Linked DNA regions of Mus musculus: region 2 is linked to region 1. Evidence: chromatin contacts called from public Hi-C data. All regions are on one chromosome and are shown on one strand. Each heading gives the region's core, a stretch centred on a gene start, on an enhancer-like site or on the middle of the called end of the contact. The rest is flanking DNA. Distances are from core to core; before and after follow the strand shown.

Evidence for each region. A called contact is a pair of places that touch in the nucleus more often than the background predicts.
Region 2: a Hi-C map of bone marrow-derived macrophages shows a contact between it and region 1, with 2.8 times the contacts expected there. The contact joins two enhancer-like sites. A contact is called at or near these places in 1 of 15 datasets of contacts at CTCF or cohesin (pro-B cells), 3 of 484 Hi-C or Micro-C datasets (the G1E-ER4 cell line, bone marrow-derived macrophages and embryonic fibroblasts) and 1 of 115 datasets of contacts at active chromatin or transcription factors (microglia).

The regions. Positions count from the first base shown.
Region 1 is chr12:100,424,592-100,428,899 of GRCm38.p6, forward strand. All of the region lies in intron 5 of Ttc7b (tetratricopeptide repeat domain 7B), which reads right to left. Among named protein-coding and RNA genes, the nearest start is that of Gm36375, 69 kb to the right of the region's middle. Within about 2 kb of position 1,875, at least 31 of the 459 cell types and tissues checked have an H3K27ac peak or open chromatin away from gene starts, as enhancers often do. A contact at or near this core is called in bone marrow-derived macrophages, where this site is marked.
Region 2 is chr12:100,835,364-100,839,671 of GRCm38.p6, forward strand. It overlaps Dglucy (D-glutamate cyclase), which reads left to right. Exons shown (of 13, transcript NM_145448.5): 4 at 3,137-3,335. Among named protein-coding and RNA genes, the nearest start is that of Gm36572, 56 kb to the right of the region's middle. Within about 2 kb of position 2,123, at least 110 of the 459 cell types and tissues checked have an H3K27ac peak or open chromatin away from gene starts, as enhancers often do. A contact at or near this core is called in bone marrow-derived macrophages, where this site is marked.

The DNA of each region.
Region 1 (4,308 bases), core at 625-3,124:
TGTGTGTGTGTGTGTGTGTGTGTGTGTGTGTGTGTATGTATGTATGTATTATGTCTATGAGTGTTTTGTTTGCATGCATATAAGTGTACCCCATGCATGCAGTGCCCACAGAGGTCAGGAGAAGGCATCAGATACCCTGGAACAGTGAACTGTCATGTGAGTCCTGGGAATTGAACCCAGGTCCTCTGCAAGAGCAGCTAGTGCTCTTAACCCCTAACCATGTACTTCTAATTATCTACTGACTTCCGAGTTTGGCTCAGGACAGTAATATAAATTCAGTCGTCATGAAAACTCAAAGTTGGGTTGCAAATAGGAGTCTTCATATTCAATATGAACTCTCTGGATGGTAAGGAAAGGGAGCCAGGCTTTCCATAGTAAACTCAATTTCAATTTCTCTCTGGTCGAGAATTTCTAAGCAAAAATCAATTATAAGATGAGTCAATACAACAGCTCTCTGGAGCAAAGCAGCAGTTTGACTTTTTCTAGTTTCTCTCTACTGCCAGGCTGAGCTGCATAAGAAGTAGGTTGTTTCACCAGCTGAGCATTTTCCTATTGAGCGGTTGGTTTCCTCTCAGGTTTCTGCAGGTCCCCAAGGATGCTCTAGTGAACAGGGTTGCCATCCCTACCTCACGGTAGCCCAAGTTCCTCAGACAGCAGCAGGCTAGAGATCTGCTGAACCATTGGGAGTCCACCGACCAAATCCATGGAAGATGTGCTTGCTACCTGCCTCTGGCCTTCCACCTCACTAAGCTCAGGCTGGCAGATAGCGCAATAACACACCGTCTTAGCAGCCTAGACAGTGCTCCGTGTAGTATGGAGGCCAAGCAGGCTTTCCTCCTACACCACAGCACATGTCTGCCATGAATCTGAAGCTAACGCGTTTTAGAGACACAGACATGGGCATGTCAAGGTTTGGAAAAGGGGAAACCTGCAGGCAGTGTAGAAAATCCCTTCTGTCCTTGTCCTCCACATGTTTCTCTTGGTGTCCAGAGTCCAAGGGACCAAAGCCAAAGCTTCACTTGGCTGTTTCCTGGCTTCCTTTTGAAGAGAAAAGTGTTGCCTCCTGGGGGAGGGGAGGAGGGTCCCAGCACAGCTGCAAACGCACCTAGCAGCACTCGCCACATGTTAGTTCACCAGACAAACTCAACACCTCGAGAGCAAAGTCTGGTTTTTTGTTGTTGTTATTTTTTTGGGTCCCCCCCACCCCCGTACCTATCTCTCCTGGTCTCAACAGCCTCACAGGAGCAAGCCAGGAGACCCTCAGGAAAGAAAAGAGTGAGCAGGAGCCTGCTTTGAAATCCCTTTCCCTGTCAAGTTTTGTGACTACCAGGGAACAGCTAAAGCAGACTCTCACAGAGAAAGATATACCCACTCACCACTGTGGGCACCGTCAACATTTAAAACGACAGAAACACAAAAAGATATCATCCATCTATGTTCTGAAAGTCAGTAACTCTTAGATCCCAGCTTGAGAATCTTGCTTCTCCTTCACGTCAACAAACCTTGGTGTCATCTGTTCTGAAAACGTGTGACATCAGAAGTAGACCTCCACATCAGGAATGAAAACAGCATGCTTCCTGGTACCAAAGGATACTCAGGTTTCCCAGAGCAAAGCCTAGCTTCTCCCTCTGAACGCACTCTTGCCTCAGATCCAGTGGCATGCATTTGTGAAGACAGATGGCATCTGTAGTCAGGGGCCAGGGATCAAACTCACAACCTTGGCCTCATTAGCAAAGGACTGTACAGAGCAAGGCAGCTGCAGCCTAGATATAGCAATGGAGGGTGTGACAGCCACGACACTAGGAAGTGACCAAGCATGCCAGGCTTCTGGATGTCTCATCTCAATCTAATGAGAGCTGTCGTAGGCTTAACAACATTTTTTGGATGACTCCACCAAGGGAGGCTTCCTCATGACAAATGGGAAGTAAAGTGTATAACTGGTCAGCTGGCCAGGCAGCGTGAGGTAACAGGAACACATCAAACCAGACACAGAGGGTGCCTTCTAGTTCATATCACATATCACAGGGACATGAAGGAATCCATTTAACACACATGCAAAAGAAAGCCCAGAGTGAAAAAGTGCACAAAGTAGGAAAGCAGCTGCAGAAGCCGGAGGGCTGCAGACAGCTCATCCTTCTCTCAGCTCTTCTTTACACCGCCAGACCCCAAGCCTCCGAGGAATGAGAAACACAGGAAAGCTCGTCCTATCTTCAATCCTCCTTCCTTCCAACCTCAGGGAATAGTCAAAGGACATCAACGTTCATCAAAACCTGCCTCCACAGGAAACTCACCAGGGAGTCGGAAAAACAAACCTTCTCTCTCGTGAACATAATTGTATCTTAACGAAGGGCAATTTTCTCAAGGATTTATTTGTATTTTATGAGTGTTTTGTCTGAATGTATGAAAGTGTACTTTTTTTTTTTGCATGCCTTGTGCCCATGGAGGCCAGAAAAGGGCCCTTGATTCTCTGGATGTGGATGCTGGGAACTGAGCCTCGGTACTTTGCAAGAGTAGCGACTGCTCTTATCCTCTAAGCAATCTCGCCAGAGCCTTAATGAGTCTCAATTTAATCCCAGAAGCCCAAAAGAATCCAATGGACTCTTGGATTCCTTAGTGTAATAATACTTTTAACAAACTAACCGTGTGGATCGATCACAGGGGAAACTGCCTTTCTGTGCATTTGTTTAGGAATCCTTATGTTTATCTGCAAACTTAAATTATGAGAGACGAAACAGTACTGACTCTGTAGCCAAACCTCATGGGTTTCAATCTTCTGTAAGGGGAACCTCTCTCCATTTTCTTATCTATTTTACAGCTCACTGACTTGCTATGAAAAGAGAAAGTGAGTAAAATACACTGGGGAAGTGTTTTTAAATGCCACCCCTCATCAAGGCTATCATCCTCTATGAGGGCTAGTTTTATGTCAGTGTCAGCTGCAGTCATGCGGGAGGAGGAAACCTCACTGAGAAAAGGCCCCCACCACACTGGGCTTGTGGATGACCCTATGGGGGCATTTTCTTGATTGATGATTGGTGATTAATGATTGATGTAGGAGGGCCTAGGTCACTATGGGCAGTGAAACCTTTGAGCTGGTGGTCCTAGGTGCTGTAAGAAAGCAGTCCGAGCAAGCCATAAAGAACATGCCATAGACGGAACTTCCCCATAGCTGCTGCATCAATTCCTGTCTCCATGTTCCTGCTTTGAGTTCCAACCCTGACTTCCTTGAATGATGGTCTAAAAACTGTAAGGTTTAACCAAGCTTTTCCTTCCCAAGTTGCTCTTGATCATGGTTTTTAACCACAGGAAAACCCTAATTAAGACATCTTCAAAAGTATACCATTGGGGGAGGGGATAATACTAAGCTCTACCTTCCAATTTATAGGAAGGAAAATCTTTATTTCTTTAGAATCATTTTACTTTGAAGACAAAAATGACATTCCCTAGTTGACTCCTTCACTCCCTTGGCTAGGTTTTGAAAGCCAACAATGCAATGAGTAGCCCATGAAGATCCTAATTCCCAGGTTGGGCCTAAGATGATAAAAGGCAACAGCCGGGCCAGTGAGATGGCTAAGGGGGTAAGGCCATGGTACACACTTGCTGAGACGCAAGCACACACACAGGCATAATTAAGTAAAAGATAACTGATGTCATGTGAGGTGAATAAGAAACTTTCTGGACCTACTTACTCTGCGGGGAAGGTGATGGTGACATCTCCTGAGAGACTGGTGCTCTGGGGGAAGAGGGTGAGTCCCAGACAATGCTAACACTGAACACAAGGGGGATCAAGGGTTTAGGAAGTGACTCTTTACTATGCTATCTCAGCACAGGCATCTGGGGCCTGCTTTGAGCTGATGAAGAAGGACCAGGACAAACCAAAGACTGGACGTGGCAAGGAAGTTTTATAAGCCTATGATACGAAAATGCAAAGAGCAGAGTAAGTCCCAGAACATTATATTTACTCTACCACAAGTGCCTGCTCAGTGGACCACAGGCTGGGCCTCCATAGCCTGCGCTGTGAGGTGGGCTCAGTCAGTTACAGAGTACCACTGAGTACCAAGCCTACTGAGTGTTTACTTTAGAAGATGATGGTAGTGAAGAAGCAAGACAGTCTAGAAAGCGGGAGTCCTAACAATCCTAAATGCTCATCAGTACTTGTCACCATCCTATTCTCCCAGTGCCTTGGACCATGGGAAGGAGAGAGGGAAGGGGTCCTTCTAAGTGAAGCACACATACTCATGCTAAAAGGTCAGGGGCAAGGACAAGAGTGTACTGCACATTTCAGTGAGTGGCAAACAGATACTGCATTGC
Region 2 (4,308 bases), core at 873-3,372, 410 kb after region 1:
AGCAAGGGAAGATGCTGCAGCTGGAGTGCTGTGTTACCAGGTACACTTTGGTCCAGCCTTGGGGGCCACACAGGGCCTGGCATGGAACCTCACAGGACCACTGCTCACAGAAGCAAACTGCCCTCTCTACCTTTCCTACTTCATATGCTCTCCTCCAACCCCACACTTGTCCCTGCCCCTGCCCCTGCCCCCGCCCCCGCCCCCGCCCCCACCCCGCCCCTGCCCTTGCCTCTGCTCCAAGCCTGGAGAAATTCTGTAGTCTACATCTTAGTTTCATTTCCTATTGGCATGATAAAATACCCAGACAAAAGCAGTTAAGCCGAAAAGGGTTTATTTTAGCTCAGGATTACTGGCAGGGGGTGGGGGGGGTCAGGGGTGGAAGATGGAGGTGACGGGAACTTGAAACAGCCGGTAACATTATAACCATAGTCAAGAGAAGAGGTCAGGTATTATTGTTGCTGTTGCTTTGTTTGTTTTGTTTTGTTTGTTTGTTTGATATAGGATCTCATTATGTACCCTTAGTTGGCTTGGAGCTAACTATGTAGACTAGGTTGGCCTTGAACTCATAGAAGTCTACCTGCCTCTGCCACCTGGGATTAAAGGTATGCACTAACCATGCCTGGCCCAAGAGCAATACACAAATGCATGAATGCCAGTGCGAATGCCCGTGCTCAGCTCTCCTGCTCTCTCCACTCTTATACAGTTTAGGACCCCCTTGCCTAGGGAATGGTGCCACCCACAGGAGATGCATCCTCCCACCTCAATTCATCAATGCAATCTCCCAAAGACATTCTTACAGGCCAGCCTGAGACTCTCTTTCCACATGATTCTAGATAGTATCAAAATGATGATTAAAATTAACCATGACAGGCACTGCCACCTGTCGCTTTATCACTCCTACCAGAAAACCCTTGCACAGGATTAAGAACAATGCTCGAATCACTAACCCCCAGAAGAAAATACCATTCATATTGTGCATGTTTGCCTACAGCAGACATCCCCCTTAGCTCCCATTCACTCTCCACAAGTTTCAGTTACCCGATGGGTGACCAATGTCTAAAATTATTGCATGGGAAATTCCAGGAATAAATAGCTCAATGTTTTAAATAACTTTTATTATAGTATATAATTATAATTACTATGCATCTCTGGTTTATAAAGGAAATGTCAGGTGTAGAAATACAGGGGACAATAACATATACAGGGGATGGGGCTAGCCAGTGTCAGTCATCCACTGGAGATACTAGATGTATTTTCACACATAAAGGGTGAGCACTGCATAACAAGCCTCTTAGGTGGCTCTGGGAACCCTGCCTCTTTGCCTCTCCACTATGCCCTCGCTTCATAGCTTCAGCTCCCATTGTCTTTGACCTAGACTTTAAGACACTGTAACTCTCCTTATCTTCCTCCTGCTCTCTCCTCCATCTGACCATCTTCTGCTCACCCACAAAAGTGGCCTTTTCTAAGTCTGCATCTGATCATGTGACTCTACTCTTTAAAAGTTTCCAAGGCCAGCCAGCCTGTGGCCTGTACCTTAGCCCCATCTCAAGACTAGTGGTGACCCGGCCCCAGCTCAGCTTCTTCCTGATACTCAGGTCACACACACACCCCTCCCCAAGCTCTCTTCCTAGACAGAAGGCTTCCCATTATCATTCTGTAGGTGCAAGGATGAGGGGACCCCTCAAAAAGACGTTACTAGGGCCTGAGCTGGTACTTACTGTGTGGTCAGCTTGAGTCTCCTGGTGCAGACCTCCCTTGGCTCATATACTCGGTGCCTTCACACTTAGCACATTCTGCCTAGGTGTCCTTCCCTTCTCATCCAACCTGTGGACTCCTACTTATGCCTTAAGACCCAACTCCTCCCCCTTCATGGGTCATAGCATTCCAACACTATGAAGAAACACCCAAGGCACACATCTTAAAGAAGGAAGGGTTTGTTTGGTTTGCTGGTTTGGAGGTCTCAGTCTATGGTTGAGTGGCTACAGCTTGGGCCTGTGGCAAAGCAGAACATTATAGCAGGGGAGATGGAGTGGAGCCAAGCTACTCAGGAAGCAGAGAGAGAGGATGGCGAAGTAACATCCTCATCTTAAAAGCGGATATACCCGATGACCTAACTTCCTCTTACTAGTTCCCACCTCTTAAAGGTGCATAGCTGCCACCACCACCACCACAAGCTGGGATGGTGCATTCAGTCTATGGGCCTCTAGGGGAGACTTGAGATCCAAAGTAGAGCAGTAGAGGAGGAGGGTGCCTCATTGCTCTGTGTTTCTCCCTATCCAGACACTTGCTGCTCCATGGAGCTGGTGTCTGAATGTGGAGTCACACCCTGGCCATCCCTACAACCCATCCCCTGGCACATGGCTGGAAAGGAGGAATAACCCAGCAATGATTTGGGGTGAACAGGGTTGAGGCTCGTACCACATAAGGCTTTCAGCCTCATGGGAGAGGACACCAAAGTTTCTCTGGGTCCAACAGCATCTCCCTGTTGCAGAAAGTCCACCATTGTTTTATTCTTGTGGGTCTGACTGGTCTCACATTGAGGTTCAGGAAATGGGATGGGGTGGGACCCACAGGTTATGCTATGCACACATTGATTCAGTGGTTCTGGTTTGGTCATGCTTCAGGAACACCAGCAAAGCCCCGACTTGAAAACCAAGCGCTCCCCAGTGTAGAGAGCTCTAGACGTGTCAGTATCAGAGAGTCCCTCCTCTGCCTTTTTCTCCTCCTCCTCCTCCTCCTTCTTTTAAAGATTTATTTATTTAATGTATATGAGTACACTGTAGCTGTCTTCAGATACACCAGAAGAGGACGTCAGCTCACATTGCAGATGGTTGTGAGCCACCATGTGGTTGCTGGGAATTGAACTCAGAATCTTTGGAAGAGCAGTCAGTGCTCTTAACCACTCTCCAGCCCCTCTCTGACCTTCTAATAAACACAGTATTGGCCGAGTGGGCACGGTGGTACACCCTGTGGAGGCAGAGGCAGATGAATCTCCATGAGTTTGGAGTCAGCCCAGTCTACAGAGCAAGTTCCAGAATAGCCAGGGCTGTTACATAAAGAAACCCTGTCTCTAAAAACAAAAACAAAAACAAAAAAAGCGCCTCAGGGGCCTGTGAGCACTTCTTTGTGTCCCTAGGACCATCTGTCCACAGTTGCAGAAATACAAGTTTGGCACCTGCACAGGCATCCTGACCTCACTGGAAGAGCACTCAGAACAACTAAAAGAAATGGTGACCTTCATCATAGACTGCAGCTTCTCCATAGAAGAGGCCTTGGAGCAGGCAGGGATCCCCAGAAGAGACCTAACAGGTCCCAGCCATGCAGGAGCATACAAGGTAAGGCCATGCCCCTGGGCAAAACAGCTTGAAAATGTGGATGGACTCTGTAGTTTCCGATGGTGGAGAGAATGTTGGTTCAGGGATCAGAAGCCCTAAGGTCAGCCCTAGCTCAGTCGCCCTCCCAGGTAAAACCATTACCCTCTGAGTCAGTCTCTCTCCCACCTGCCTCTGATATGGCTGTGCAATGTCAATCAAAGTCATTTGGACATTTGGAGAGAGAGAGAGGGCATGTATATATGAATGTATGTTCAGGCTAAAGGTCAACTAGTACTCTTCGGGAGCAGAACACATTGTTTTCTGCTAAGTTACACTTATTTGGGGAAGGGGTGATTTTGGTAGTGCAATGTTTGTGTGGAGATTGGATGGCAACTTATGGAAATCAGTTCTCTCCTTCTGCCTCTGCCTCGTGGGGCTTGGGAATCAAATTCAAGTCACCAGGCACGGCAGCAAGTGCCTTTATCTGATGAGTCTTTTCACTGGCCCCACCGTGGAGTTGGAGACAAGACCTCTTACTGGGATTCACTGATTAAGGGTAGGCTCTCTGCCAGAGAGCCCTGGGGATGCTCTTGTCTCTATCTCCCAGTGCTAGAATTACAAGCACAGGGTGTCACCATGGCCAGTTTTGATGTGAGCACAGAGTGTTAACGGCAGAAGGGTGGCCTCTCCTGGGACACGCCTGCTGTTAGGGACTGTCCCTGTGGCCGAGTTGATGCACTTCTCTTCCTGCTGAAACCAGTCACGTGGGGAAGAGTGGCGCCCTTCCTCCTCTGCCTCCTTCCCAGATGCTGTTGGGACAAGTCTGAGCACTCTGGCTGATCAGCAGTCTCCAGGCCTCCCTGTGCACAAGACCAGCCTCCAGACTTCCCTGCTCACAGTGGCTGGACTTTTTTCATCTTGAGCGCTGTTTGTCACAGTGTCCCTCCCCACTTTGACTCCTGCCAAAGAGGCTTGGACTGCGTCAGGTCCCTGC